Regions from separate parts of the Rattus norvegicus genome. Here region 1 is linked to region 2. A link is a contact called in public Hi-C data. All regions are on one chromosome and are shown on one strand. Each heading gives the region's core, a stretch centred on a gene start, on an enhancer-like site or on the middle of the called end of the contact. The rest is flanking DNA. Distances are from core to core; before and after follow the strand shown.

The links. Hi-C and Micro-C count contacts between places; a contact is called where the count stands out from the background.
Region 1: a contact with region 2 is called in a Hi-C map of psoas muscle, with 4 times the contacts expected there. The contact joins two enhancer-like sites. A contact is called at or near these places in 7 of 12 Hi-C or Micro-C datasets (Schwann cells, hepatocytes, kidney and 4 more) and 1 of 1 datasets of contacts at active chromatin or transcription factors (oligodendrocytes).

What each region holds. Positions count from the first base shown.
Region 1 is chr16:85,202,118-85,208,568 of GRCr8, forward strand. All of the region lies in intron 1 of Irs2 (insulin receptor substrate 2), which reads left to right. Among named protein-coding and RNA genes, the nearest start is that of Irs2, 15 kb to the left of the region's middle. Within about 2 kb of position 1,939, at least 3 of the 93 cell types and tissues checked have an H3K27ac peak or open chromatin away from gene starts, as enhancers often do. A contact at or near this core is called in Schwann cells, where this site is marked.
Region 2 is chr16:85,018,625-85,025,159 of GRCr8, forward strand. LOC134482538 (a long non-coding RNA gene) reads left to right here. Exons shown (of 2, transcript XR_010058774.1): 2 at 1-919. Among named protein-coding and RNA genes, the nearest start is that of Col4a1, 140 kb to the left of the region's middle. Within about 2 kb of position 3,722, at least 40 of the 93 cell types and tissues checked have an H3K27ac peak or open chromatin away from gene starts, as enhancers often do. A contact at or near this core is called in Schwann cells, where this site is marked.

The sequences.
Region 1 (6,451 bases), core at 689-3,188, 180 kb after region 2:
CAGCTGGCTTCTGCAGGATGGGCCTGCCCTAGTGTTCAGAGGTGATTGTCTTCATGGGGGTGGGGGCTGCCTTGGGAGGCTCTGCTGTTCCTGGAATCAAAAGTGACTGAGTCTAGAACAGCAACTTATCTCTGTGCCTTCAGCTTTGGAGGAGGATGAGATAGATTAGGCAGAATCAAGTGGCCTCTGAGACTACACACACACACACACACACACACACACACACACACACACACAGAGACACACACACATACACACACATACATATACACACACACACTCACACACAGACACACATACACACACAGACACACACACCACACACACAGACACACACACACATACACACTCACACACACAGACACACACACATATACACACACACAGACACACACACATATAGACACACACATACATATACACACACACTCACACACAGACACACATACACACACAGACACACACACCACACACACAGACACACACACACATACACACTCACACACACACAGACACACACACACATATACACACACACAGACACACACATATACACACACACTCACACACAGACACACAGACACACACAGACACACACACATATACACACACAGACACACATACATATACACACACAGACACACACAGACACACACAGACACACAACCACACACACAGACACACACATACACACACCACACAGACACACATACATATACACACACACACTCACACACAGACACACACACAGACACACATACATATATACACACACATACTCACACACAGACACACACACAGACACACACACACAGACACACATACATACACACACAGAGACACACACACTCACAGACACACATACATATACACACACACACACAGACACACACACACAGACACACATACATATACACACACACACTCACACACAGACACACACACAGACACACATACATATATACACACACATACTCACACACAGACACACACACAGACACACACACACAGACACACATACATACACACACACAGAGACACACACACTCACACAGACACACATACATATACACACACACACACAGACACACACACACACAGACACACAGACACACACACACACACACACACACACACACACACACACACAGGGGCAGGAGGAAGGCTAATATATCGGGCTTTTGCCCTCTTTTTAGTTACTTTGTGGGCTTGTATGAGAAGGCAATGTTTTTTACCAGAGTACCGCTAGATGTATTTAATTAAAAAGTTAGTTGTAAAACCTAGGGACCCCGCGTTCTGGTGTGCTGGGAAGGACCTCTTGCTATCACATGGAAGTCCTTTCTAAGTATGGTGTGTGTGGATTCCCCGAGCAAGGCGTGGGCCTCCCTGCGATTGAGTGCATTCCAGGAAGCCACTTGTCACTGCTGTGACCCTGCTGTCCTCTGCCTTCCTAGTTGTGAGAGAAGCAGGGGCACCTCTTCCCTCCTTCCCCTGGAGTTGCTACTGCCCTACCTTCTGCCATGTTCAGGATCTCAGCTCCCCCTGGCAGATGGGTATGGGCAGTGGATGAAAGGTCTTAGAAATAGACTGAGATGACTCCACTAAAATATAAAACCTTGCAAATGATGGTTTGGAGACTGGGAACATTAAGCAGGATCTGCCATGGCGTGGATTAGAGATCCCAGCTGAGACGCTGGTTTTTGTGTGACAGGGGGAGAAATGGTCTAAGTAGGACTATGTAGTACTGAGCAGGTATGGTGGACTCCTAGGCCTCAGTCCTTAGCAACACCTGGAAAGGAGGGTATAATGGCCACTTCGGATTCTGTTCCAGGTGTGGAGATCTGGCTTGCGTGGGGAAGTGGCTTCCCATGAGTGCAGGGATGAGGCCGAGGATGGCCAGTGTGAGTGCACGGTCTGTCAGTGTGCAGAACACATGACACATGTCTCCAGCCAACAGCATGCATAGCTTTAAAAGCTCGCTGGTGTCTGGAGCCAGTTCAGCCTCCCTCTGCTAAGTCACATTTTAACAAGTTACTACAGAGGCAATGCCTTAGAGAACTGTCCGTTTTGACAAGCTAGGAGTGAGATTCACCCTTCCGTGTCTCACTTCCACAGCTCTTACTCCTTCCAGAAGTCAAAGCACGGCTTGAAGGGAAATTGAGGCGAAGTTATTTCCCAACATTCATGTAGACCACGACTCACATGCGTAAACATGAACAATTCATCATAGCCAGATAGTCTCCTAAGATGAGGTTCTGAAGACACTCCCTTGAAAGAGAGTGCCTTAGTCTCTGCCTCTATCTCTCTTCCAGCCTTTCATAGTTTATTGTCCTCTGACCATGAGATGGGGACCCTTTCTCTGCAGACCTTCATCCTGAGTGGACATGCCCAGTTGCTGCTGGGTGTCCTCCCATGCCCCTCCCAGCTGCTGCAGAGGGCTTGGGAGAAGACAGAATTTCACAGGATGTCTGCTGGCTTCCTGATTGACCTACAGGTCTCTGGCTTCTGGGCCTGAATGACAAGAGCAGGTGACATGTCCTTGCTTTGGGTCTAGCTATCCAAGGGGATTGGGAGGACTGGGAAGGTTGCTTTGTCTTACTGTCCTCAGCCTAGCCTTTCATCCTCTATCACAAGCCTTGGTCCTTACCCCTACCCAGGAGCCTTGGACCTGAGTGCTCTAGTGTGGGTGGCTAGTAGAGGTCCTGCTTGAACTGAAGTAGTCTTTCTGGACATGTAGTACATATGGACTCGAGTGCTTTAGTCACCTGTAAGGTGCGCCTGTACTGCCCAAGTCCGTGTGGATCATGTGTATTTGACTCAACTAGGCGCTGGAGCAGCCCTGTGGTGGCTGAATGCTGTGCCACATTGTGGTATACTTACTGTATGCTTTGGCTTGGTTCTGTCCTGCCCTTGTTTGAGTGGAGCGGGGGCTTATGCAGGCTTCTGGCTTTCAGTGGTCTCGAGTAACCTCCAACTCGAATTCCCCTACTTCGGCAGTACCTTCTCAGATTTCAGCTGGGTGGGTTCTCTTTTTGCTAGGACTTGTTTACCTGTGGTTTTGCTTGCCTCCTAGTGGTCCCTCTGCTGCTAGAAATCATAGGTGTTAGCATTGTTGTTCCTGATGCACCTTAGGAGGGGAAGAGGCAGTGACAGCAGGTACTGTATATCCTACTGCTGTGACTCCCCAAACAGCCTGAGGAGCCTTCCTCAGCAGCTCAGGTGAGCAGGTCCGGAGAAGTCTTTGTAGTTCAAAACATGGCGTGTGGCTGCCTGCCTGCATGACTGAATATACTCAGAAAGGTGAAGGAGTCCGACCACAGAGTGTGAGTCATGCCCCAAGCATGTGCTTTTGATGTAAAAATCAATATTCATGTATGTTTTGTTTATAGACATTATGGTTTCTATACAGAAACTCCTTTGATGGTTTCACTGTGATACTTCTGAGGGTGTGGATGAGGTGGGGAGATACCTGCCTTCGGGAGTGGGTGGAATTGACCTAGCTGAGAAACTACCTGGTTGATGGTGGCCATGGTCCTGTGTCTGACTGACGGCATTGAGTCATCACACCTTCCACACATGCATCTCTCTGAAGCATGGAAAGCTGTGTAGGTTTCAGGGTGCAGGAACAGTTGCAGAGAATGACTTCTATGCCCCCCAGGGAGTGGCAGTGTGAGAGGTGGCTCATGGGTGCAAGCCGGGGCAGAGGCCCTGCCTGCTGAGCTCTCCATTTTAAGTTCCTTGTTGCTATGACGAAACATCTGACAAAAGCAAATCAGTAGGGTTTATTTTGACTCCCAAGTTTGAGAGTACAGTCCATCATGGTGGGAAGGCATAGCAGCAGATGCTGAGACAGAAGGTAACATTGTATCCTCAAAAAGGAAACAGAAAGAGATGAACAGTGTGCCTCAGCTTCTATCATGGTGGGAAGGCATGGCAGCAGGAGCTGACACAGAAGGTAACAATGTATCCTCAAAAAGGAAACAGAAAGAGATGAACAGTGTGCCTCAGCTTCTATCATGGTGGGAAGGCATGGCAGCAGGAGCTGAGACAGAAGGTAACATTGTATCCTCAAAAAGGAAACAGAAAGAGATGAACAGTGTGCCTCAGCTCAACTTCCCTTGTGTTTTACTCAGTCCAAGACTCTAGCCTACAGGATGGTGTCACCCACAGAAGGCTGATGCGTCTTCCCAGCTCTGTTAACCAGAGGTCTGTCCTCTGGGTGATTGAATATAGATCTTAGCAAGTTGATAATCAGTATTAGCCATCGCAGCTCCCAAGCAGATTGGCTATCAGCTGAAGGGAAACACGTGAATCTGCTCAGGATATTTATTCTATGCTCCCATAATTGGACAAGAAAAAAATAGAAGTTTTTATAACTAAAGTTGTAGGCATTTTTATAGTGAACATAAAACATAGTTCTTTACACCAGTGTATAAGTCATCATACAAAAAATGTGCTCAACCCGAGTAAAGAATTGGGCTTCTTAGAGGATATGTGTAATTTTAATGCTAGTTCTTGTACCAACTATACCTATCAGGGTAGAAGGGAAGCCCTTGAAGTCACATTTTCAAATGACCCAAGAAAGATTTGGGCTGATTACGAATTGCAGGTGTGGTGCATATCAGTTTCTCTTTGTGAAGCTGAGTATCAGCAAAGCTTGCATTTAGTAGTGATCAGATGGATTCTGAGCTGTGCTGTGCATTAAGAAGCCAGAGGATCGTTCTAAAGAGTGCTGGCTTCACAGTGAGTCTTATGACTCGCGGGGTCTGTAAGAGGATAGCGTGGCCTTTAGCAGACAGTATTGCATTTCTGAAGTGCGTAAGCTTGCAGATAATTTCCAAGGGTATCAGTTAGTCTCAGGTGCAACACGCAGGTGGAAAATGTGTGGTGCTGTTCTGACAAACCTGCTCCCATCTTCTCCTGGGCTCCTTGTTAAATGTCGGTGGGCTCATCTGCCTTGAAGGGTTGGCAGACTGGTTCTGTGAAAGATTGGACAGTGAAGGTTCCTGCTTGGTTACCATAGCTACCCAACTGTGCTTGAGGTGGAAACAGCTGTGCTATGAGAGTGACAGTGGCTGTGGCCCGGTAAAACTTTACTGGCAGAGAGACGGCTGGCCTCTGCTGTACACTACCATCTGTGAGATGGAGGTATTCTCCTCCCTGAGTATCAGACCACCTTCAGATTTTCGTTCCCATTTGGAGGTTGTTTCTCTTTTCTGCTCCAAGAAGTGACACAAAAGCTGTAAGGTTTGGTTTTGTTATAGTTAGTTGAACTTAGGCTGACTAAGGATCATTGCCCTGAGTGCAGGGGACATAAAGGCCATGAAGGCCATGGTCATGTGCAGTCTAGCAGGCAGGCTGGTTTCCCAAGGCATTATAAACATCACCTAGTCTCCCTCATTAAAAAGGATCAGATATGAGCGTGGTATTTAATGTCCTTTGAAGGGAGTTCTATAAAAAGCCAGTGGAAAAGTTTGCATGATCTCATACATAGAATATTAAAAAAAAAAAAAAAACCAGCAACAACTACAACAAACCCTCAGGTTAAATGTACAGAGAGCTAAATAATACTGGTTGTCAATGTGTCTGGGTGAGGTGTGGGGAGGGAGGAAAAAGAGGGGACAGACACAAAGAAACTAGCACTTAGGGACAGATGGCTCTGTGGAAGTCTGCAAGGTGTGACAAATATTAGGGATTTTTGTTTTGTTAAAAACGAGTAACCTTCATCTGCTCTTGCTACCAAAATGTAAGTAGAGAAGGTGACAGGAGGGAACTGGTTAATCCACTCTGGGTAACCTTTCTATTATGTAAATGTGGCCCTCAAATATGCACAGCACAAAACAAAACAACACAGAACAAATGGTGGGAACCAGAAGAGGAGACTGTTCTTCAGTTGACTGGTCTGATTCCCTTGCTTCCACTGGGTCCCTAAACATCTCTGCTGGAAGCCAGAGGGAGCCTCGCATTAGACAACTATAGGATGGAGCTGCCCCACCCCCACACAACCCCCTGGAAAGACCCTCTTCCTTCTGACTTTTTCCTCTGGTTTTAACCTGGGCTTAAAATGTCCTGGTTTGAGAGAAAGGGTCCCCTAGGATGTAGAAGGCTCTGTAGAATGGGGGTTGGGCTAGAGGGTGATCCCATCCTGCTGAATCTGCACCCGCAGGCAGCCAGGCGTCCCTGTAAGGGAGAAACTAGTTGGATGCCCACATTGGGAAACAGCCATTGGAATATTGGCTTCTAAAAGCCAGAGGTTGAGCTGGCAAGTTCCCATGGTGGAAGCTTTGTGTGTGTAGAGGAAGTTTGAAGTGAGGTGCTTGCTTCACAGGCTGGGAGGCCTCTGAGCACAGTGGCCAGCGATGAGGAGGCTGCCTTCTTTGAAGGCTTGAGCAGGAGCAGAGGGCAAACGCCTCTTACTCCCTCCAGCCCTGAGAAAGCTACATTGTCTCTT
Region 2 (6,535 bases), core at 2,472-4,971:
GTATTTTTTTCCCCACAGCAACAAAAACGAACCAGGCCAGTGACCTTATCTGGAAACAGGGTCATTGCAGATAGAGTTAAACAGATTTCGTGATAGAACCGGGTGGGCTCTGAATCCAACAGTATTGATGTCTATGGGAAGAGACGTCGTGTGAAGCCAGACGTGCACAGAGAGCTGTGAAGATGAAGTTTCCTCCTGAGAATCACCTCCTATAATTCAGAAGGACTGGATAAGAGGGTCCTGCAGCACTGAGAAACCGGATGAAGCAAGAGAGGGGGACGCCTTTCCAAGACTGGGTACATTTCTGCTGATGCTTCCAGTCCTCAGACAGTAAAGAATAGATTTCTGGAGGAAACCCTGACTTGTTGCTATGGCAGCCTTAGGAGGTTAAGATGCCGTTTAGTGAGCCCAGTCCCCTGCCTGGTTGACTCTTATCTCAACCCAGGTTCACTCCATCTCTGTGCCAATGCGGTTCCTTCGGGGAGTGGGTATGACAGCGGAGCAGTGGCGTGTGGGACAGCACAGAGTGGTTCTGACGCACACTCCATGGACACCAGCTTCTACCGCCCACACTTCTTTCGCTATGGTGCATCCAAAGGGCAGGAATGGGGCAGCGGAGAAATCAGCAGAGGCCTATCTCAGAGCGTGTCAGCTCAAGGTCTGGAATCCTCCGGGTCTGGTCTGGAGAAACTTGTTTAACCTGTTATTTTTTTAAAAAAAAAATTAATAATTTTTTGAATAGGTAACATATTCACAGGGTTCAAAAATACATCAAAAAGGCACATTGTGAAAGCACGCTCCTCTTCCATATTTACCCACCTCCTCCACAAGCTTCTTCCCCGCGGCCCCAGGAAATATCTGATTAATTGTTCATGGGCTCCTGGTATTTTTGAATGCACATAAAAGGAGATAAAAATCGCATGCTTTTATTCTTTCCTCTCGCTATTTCTGGAGAAAAGTTTGCACAAAATGTGTGCGGGGGGCGTGCTGCATTTATAACTAAACCGACAGTGTTCCTCTTGGTGAGGGCAAAGCCAAACCAAGCTTATACAAGAAGTTATGGCGAGAGGATTCATTCCCCTCTCCCTGGCTCCAGCAAGGAAAGAGAGGAATGGAGTCATTGCCAAATCAGTCTCCTTCCCAACAATGGAATACTGGAAACTTCCGGAGCGGACACAACTCGTCTAGGAGAACAGTGTGCGGCAGGCACAGTCCTGAGCATGCGCAGTTTGAGATGCGCAGTATTGAGCATGCTCACTTCAAGGTCCTAGTTCAGGAAAGAAAGATGGCAGATGTGTTGCTGGATACGCCTCGCTCGGGGAATGGAGACGTAGTGAAAGGTTGGAGCATTCTGGGGTGTGTTTATCTTACGCCATAAAGATGGCTGACATGAATACTTCTGGGTCTCTCAGCTTTTGTCATGCCTAGTTTCTTCTTCCCAGAAAGAGTGTAGGGATGCTCAAAGGAAAAACCACGTAAAGGTACTCAGGTCTTCATCAACTTCATTAACCTGGAGGTCTCCAAACTCCACCCTGTAGAGAATCGCCTCTGTTTTCCTCTTCTTGTTTGTCTGTTTTCCTTTTTAAAAATTGCTTTTCAAATAACTTTAGATACATTCGCGAAATACTTAAACGTGTTCACTCCTCTTACACTCCTTCCGTTCCTAATGAGCGCCCTCCTCTGCCCTTTAGTTTTTGTAATTCACTTGTGCAGGTCAGTTTTCTGTCAGTTGGCCACAAGCTGGGGTCATCTTGAAAGTCATCATGTCAACATCAATTGATAAAACGCCCCCATCAGATCGCCTGTGGGGCGATCTATTAATTAATGATTCAAGTGGGAGAGCCCAGCTCGCTGTGGGTAAGCGCTGACCCTGGGCTGATAGTAATGGGTTGCATTTTTTTTTTTTTTAAAAGCAGGCTGAGCAGGCTATGGAGAGCCAGCCAATGAGCAGCATTTCTCTAAGGCTTCACTTCTTGCCTTGAGTTCCTGCCCTGGCTTCCCTCTATAATGAACTACAATTATAAGAGGGGAATAAACCCTTTCCTCCCCAAGAATATCTAAACAAGGGATCACTGGCTAATTGGACGCAAGACTGCAGGCACGTGCTGCAGTCAAGAGGAGATAAGCTGGGAGGAGTTTAATTTGGCACACCTCTGTGATTACTGATAACTTAGGCTGGCACCTATGGTTGGTCTGTCTGTCTTTCCCCGTGTCTCCCTCCTGTCTACAAGCCTCTTCACTCCCAGAAGTGTGGAATGAAGACGTTCTCCCTTGGTACCTTTTTGCAATAATGAGCCACAAGTGACTGCTACCTTACTAGTGAGACTCGTCCCTTTTCTGGAGGTCAGGCGTTTGGCATGGGTCTCACTAGGTTGAGCCAGTCATTATCAAAGGACGATTCCTTCTGGGAGCCCTGATGGAAAAGCTATTTCTTAGCCCCTGGCAGCCCCAGAGTGGCTGCTCTTCTTGGCAGGTCAAGAGCCACACCTGACCCAGTAGTTATAGCCTTACCACTTGAGGAAATGCCACAAAAGGAAATTTACCTTCAATGTGACAAGTGTTCTGTTTTTCAAGACCACTTATGATGCAGAACAGGTAAATCCATCCCCCATCTCCCATGAAGTTCACAGAGATCAGGGGTCAGACCACCCAAGTCTCTTTAGCATGCAGAGCCACAAAGCACCTAGAGTTACAGGGTCCAGTCAGTGGTAGTTTGGGTTGGACGGCACAAAAGGTCATCTATTGTGGGCAGAGTCAAGGTACTATTGCCTCTTTCCATCGCGGCCCAGAAACTGCCTCCAGCCCGCACCCCATCCTCTTCCTTGTACCCCATCGTCCACTGAACCCAGTTATCCCCAGCATCCCATAATCTCCCCATTGCATAATCTCCCTGTCCTTCATCCTCCCTGAACCCCATCCTCTATGCACCCGATCCTTCCTCCCGCACCCCATTCCCCTTCCTGTGCTCTTTCTGTCCTTACACCCCATCCCCTTTTCCTGTACCCTACATGCTACTGCTGTACCCCAATCTCCCCACAGAACTGCATCCTCTGCACCGCACCCCATTTACCCTTCCTGGTTGAAGCCTAGAGCCTCAAATCACCCAAGGGCAACTGGGGTTCATTTCTAGTTCCTAAGCGCCCTGGCTGTTTGTCCCCTAGGGGGCAGCACACTCCACACAAAGTGGCTCAGCCTGAGACACTCTCCTTTCCCAGGGTACCAGCCCTGAACCTGAACAGAAAGGTCAGGTCATCTCCTGGTTGGCCCATTCCTGCTTTCCTTGTGGTTCCTGTCGAGCAGCCATTACCTGGATCCACCCATAAACACGCGCGCGCGCGCGCGCGCGCGCGCACACACACACACACACACACACACACACACACACACACACACACACGAGCACCAGCTCCCACATCCCCCACCCCTCAGTGCCAGTCCCTGCCTCTGCCTCTTCACCCCCACCCGTGTTCTTTGGCTACAGTTGTAGGAAAGGACAGCCCTGGGCTCCCTGCCACAGCGCCAGTTTTGGTTTCTGTGGTGTCCTGTAAAGGACACCTTGGCACACTGGGTGGGTGACAAGGGAGCGCACATGACTTCCCAGGGTGATCCCCGGGCTTGAGCTGCTGACAAGAACTACTTGCATGTGTCTATATTAGGGGCTCCTGTGTCCTGGGTCTGATGCCTTGGTGTGGCCCTGACGCGAGCAGTTAATGACGCTCTCTCTGTGACTCACCCGCGTCCACAGAGAGCAACCAGGATGCCAGGCATGCCAACGGCTCAATGGAGCACTTGGCACCCACGTGAGCCCGCGGCTGCCAGCAGCATGTGACCGAAGGCTCAGCAGCCTGGGAGCCTCCGGTGCCTCTTCTCCCAGCTGCTCCTTGGAGGTCTGTGGGCGGGTCCTGCAGAAGTGATTCCCATCGCAGGGCGTAGAGGACCTCAAAGAGGGGCATGTGAGCGGAATCTCTGGGAAGCCGGACAGAGTGAGGCTTGGCCTCTGGCCGCTTCCCACCTCCCTGCTGAGTGTCCAGTTCTTTTTTTTTTGTTGTTGTTCTTTTTTTCGGAGCTGGGGACCGAACCCAGGGCCTTGTGCTTGCTAGGCAAGCGCTCTACCATTGAGCTAAATCCCCAACCCCGAGTGTCCAGTTCTGATCTCACTGCGCTCACCCAGAAAGTGAAGGTTATATATTCACCGTCTCAGAGTCCTCAGGGCTCAGAACCACCGGAGTCTCTTCCCTTCTAGTTCTGCATGTTGATGTGTGCAGGCTGAGTGATCCCGCAGCTCGTAGGAAGGTCTCTCCTGCTTCTAGCAGTTTTGGATCCAGTTGTGGCACTCCAGTCCTAGCCCCGTGATCCATGTTACTCTTTCCGTTTGTGTGCCCACACCACCCTCTCTTTACATGGATCCTGGCTCTGGCTAGGCCCTCAAAATCTTGTCTTGTTCTAAGTTGTCATAGCTGCAGAAACGGGAGTCCCTGTGAGGAGCCGGCTAAGCTGCTGTCCATAGGCTTCTGGGGTAGGACTTGAACACGCCATTTTGGTGGTGTAATTCACCTAGCAGGGCTTCCTTTGTGAGGCTGAGAGGTTTTTGTGCTCCCGAAGTCTGTTACTAAATACCGTTCAATTTTCTCTGAGTAAACGATAGCTGTGAAGACGTAAACCTCAGGCTGAGCTATCCTCCCACCATCCACTGCTGGTCCCAAGCTCATTGGAAGTGCAGTCCGGGGGGAGTCCTTGCCTCTGCTCCATCTGCTGCTCAGGCCCGTGAGCCCTACCTTAAGATCAACTCAGACTCAAGCCCACAGACTCGGTATTTCTTCTAGATTATAGCAAGACTCTGAAGATGGGTTTGGGTAGGACGCACCATTCTCTCGCAGACTGGTTGTTCTACTGTTGGTTCTGTAGTTCCACCAGGAAGCTCTCTCTCCTCTTGTCAAATCTTTCCTGGTTCCTGGGCCTAGACCTGGCCTAACCTCGGAGGCCTTCTGGCTGGCCTATGGCCTTCAAGTCTCAAGGATGAGGTCAGCAACCCCATTAGGCTCCTTGGACTGAAATGTAAAAGCCAGCCCCCCAGCATCAGCATGTGCTTTTGGGGTACACTCTTTCACTGCTCATGCTGAAGGGCTCTCCCAAACACAAAAGAGAACCCAGAAAAATCCCAGCTCTACCTGCAGTTAGACCCCTGGAGCTCACCCTGCCACAGCCTGGGGGCCGTGAGCAAAACTGCCACCTGTCCCCTCCAGCCTTCACTTCTCTCCCCTGAATAATCACTTCACAGGGAGTGTGGCATCGTCACTGCCTTCATCTGTGGGCCCTGTTGCTTCTGGGAATACTTGTGAGGAGAGGAGAAGGGTCCCCAAACCTTGTGACAAAGCAGTAAGTCCTTGACTGATGAAAACATGAAATGCCAATTCTTAGTGCCCCATGTCACCTCTGTGCATGGGGAAGGAAAGAGAGGAGCTAACAGGGAATTGATAAACTGTCCCAGAAGTTTAAAGCAGCTCCTAAGACAGAGTGAGTCAAGAATCCCAGCTCTGTCACCCACCACCCTCACCACATTAGCAAACAGGCTCTCCCTGCCATAGACCTGCCATCTGTCCCCTTGAACCTGAGGAGGACCTGTCTTCTGTATCGGCATCCAGCTCAGTACCCACCACAGGTCCTCACAGACTCTCGCCATGCTGCTCAACACACAGCAAGGTAAGAATCCTGGCTGCTCCTTACTGGGCCCTACACATCCACAGCCTTGCAGAATGCAAGACCGTGCGGACAAGCAGCAGAAAGGCCTGGGTTCCTGGGACTTTTTCAAAGCCCTCAGAGAAGCCACCAAAGCTGGTTTCGAACCTCATTCCTACACCTCTGAACTATGGTCATGACCATGAGGCTCCAGCTCGTGAGAAAAACTCCTGGAGTGAGAGCCTACTGTTAGCTAACAAGACTTGTTCCAAGACTCGCTTGTTCTGGAGAAACAGTTGACATGTCTATTTTCCAGGATAAAGGAGACCCCATGTGCCACAGTCCCTGGAGATTTGTGCAGCTGTGTGACATACTGGATATACTACTTGCTAAATGAAGAGACCAAGTACAGAACCTCAAGGACTGAAAGGTTAGGTCTTAAAAAAGGAGCAGAGAGTGTCCCCAAGCTGAATATGGGCCTTGAGCTCAGATGACTCATACCTCTGCCTCTTATGTCACATGAGGGAGACTCTTCTACACACGGTTACTTTGCACCAGTTACTGCCAGCCACTCTTGGCTGGTGTCCTGAGAATAAATGCCACACAGGCTGTGTCTTGAGGAGAGTGGATGGTATTCTGTATCCTTCCTGCCCCTTGTCCCGAGAGGGTGGCAGACAATATTGCATACACTTTCTACCCTGGGGATCCTGTCCTGTAGTTTAAAATGTCACATCAAAGAACAGAGATACCCCAGATGACAGCAGGGGCTAATCACACAGGCCTGAGCGATATCAAGGTCCCAAGTTCTGGGGGCTCAAGGGTCCTCTGTGTGGACTTCCCATTCATATCATTTTCATCT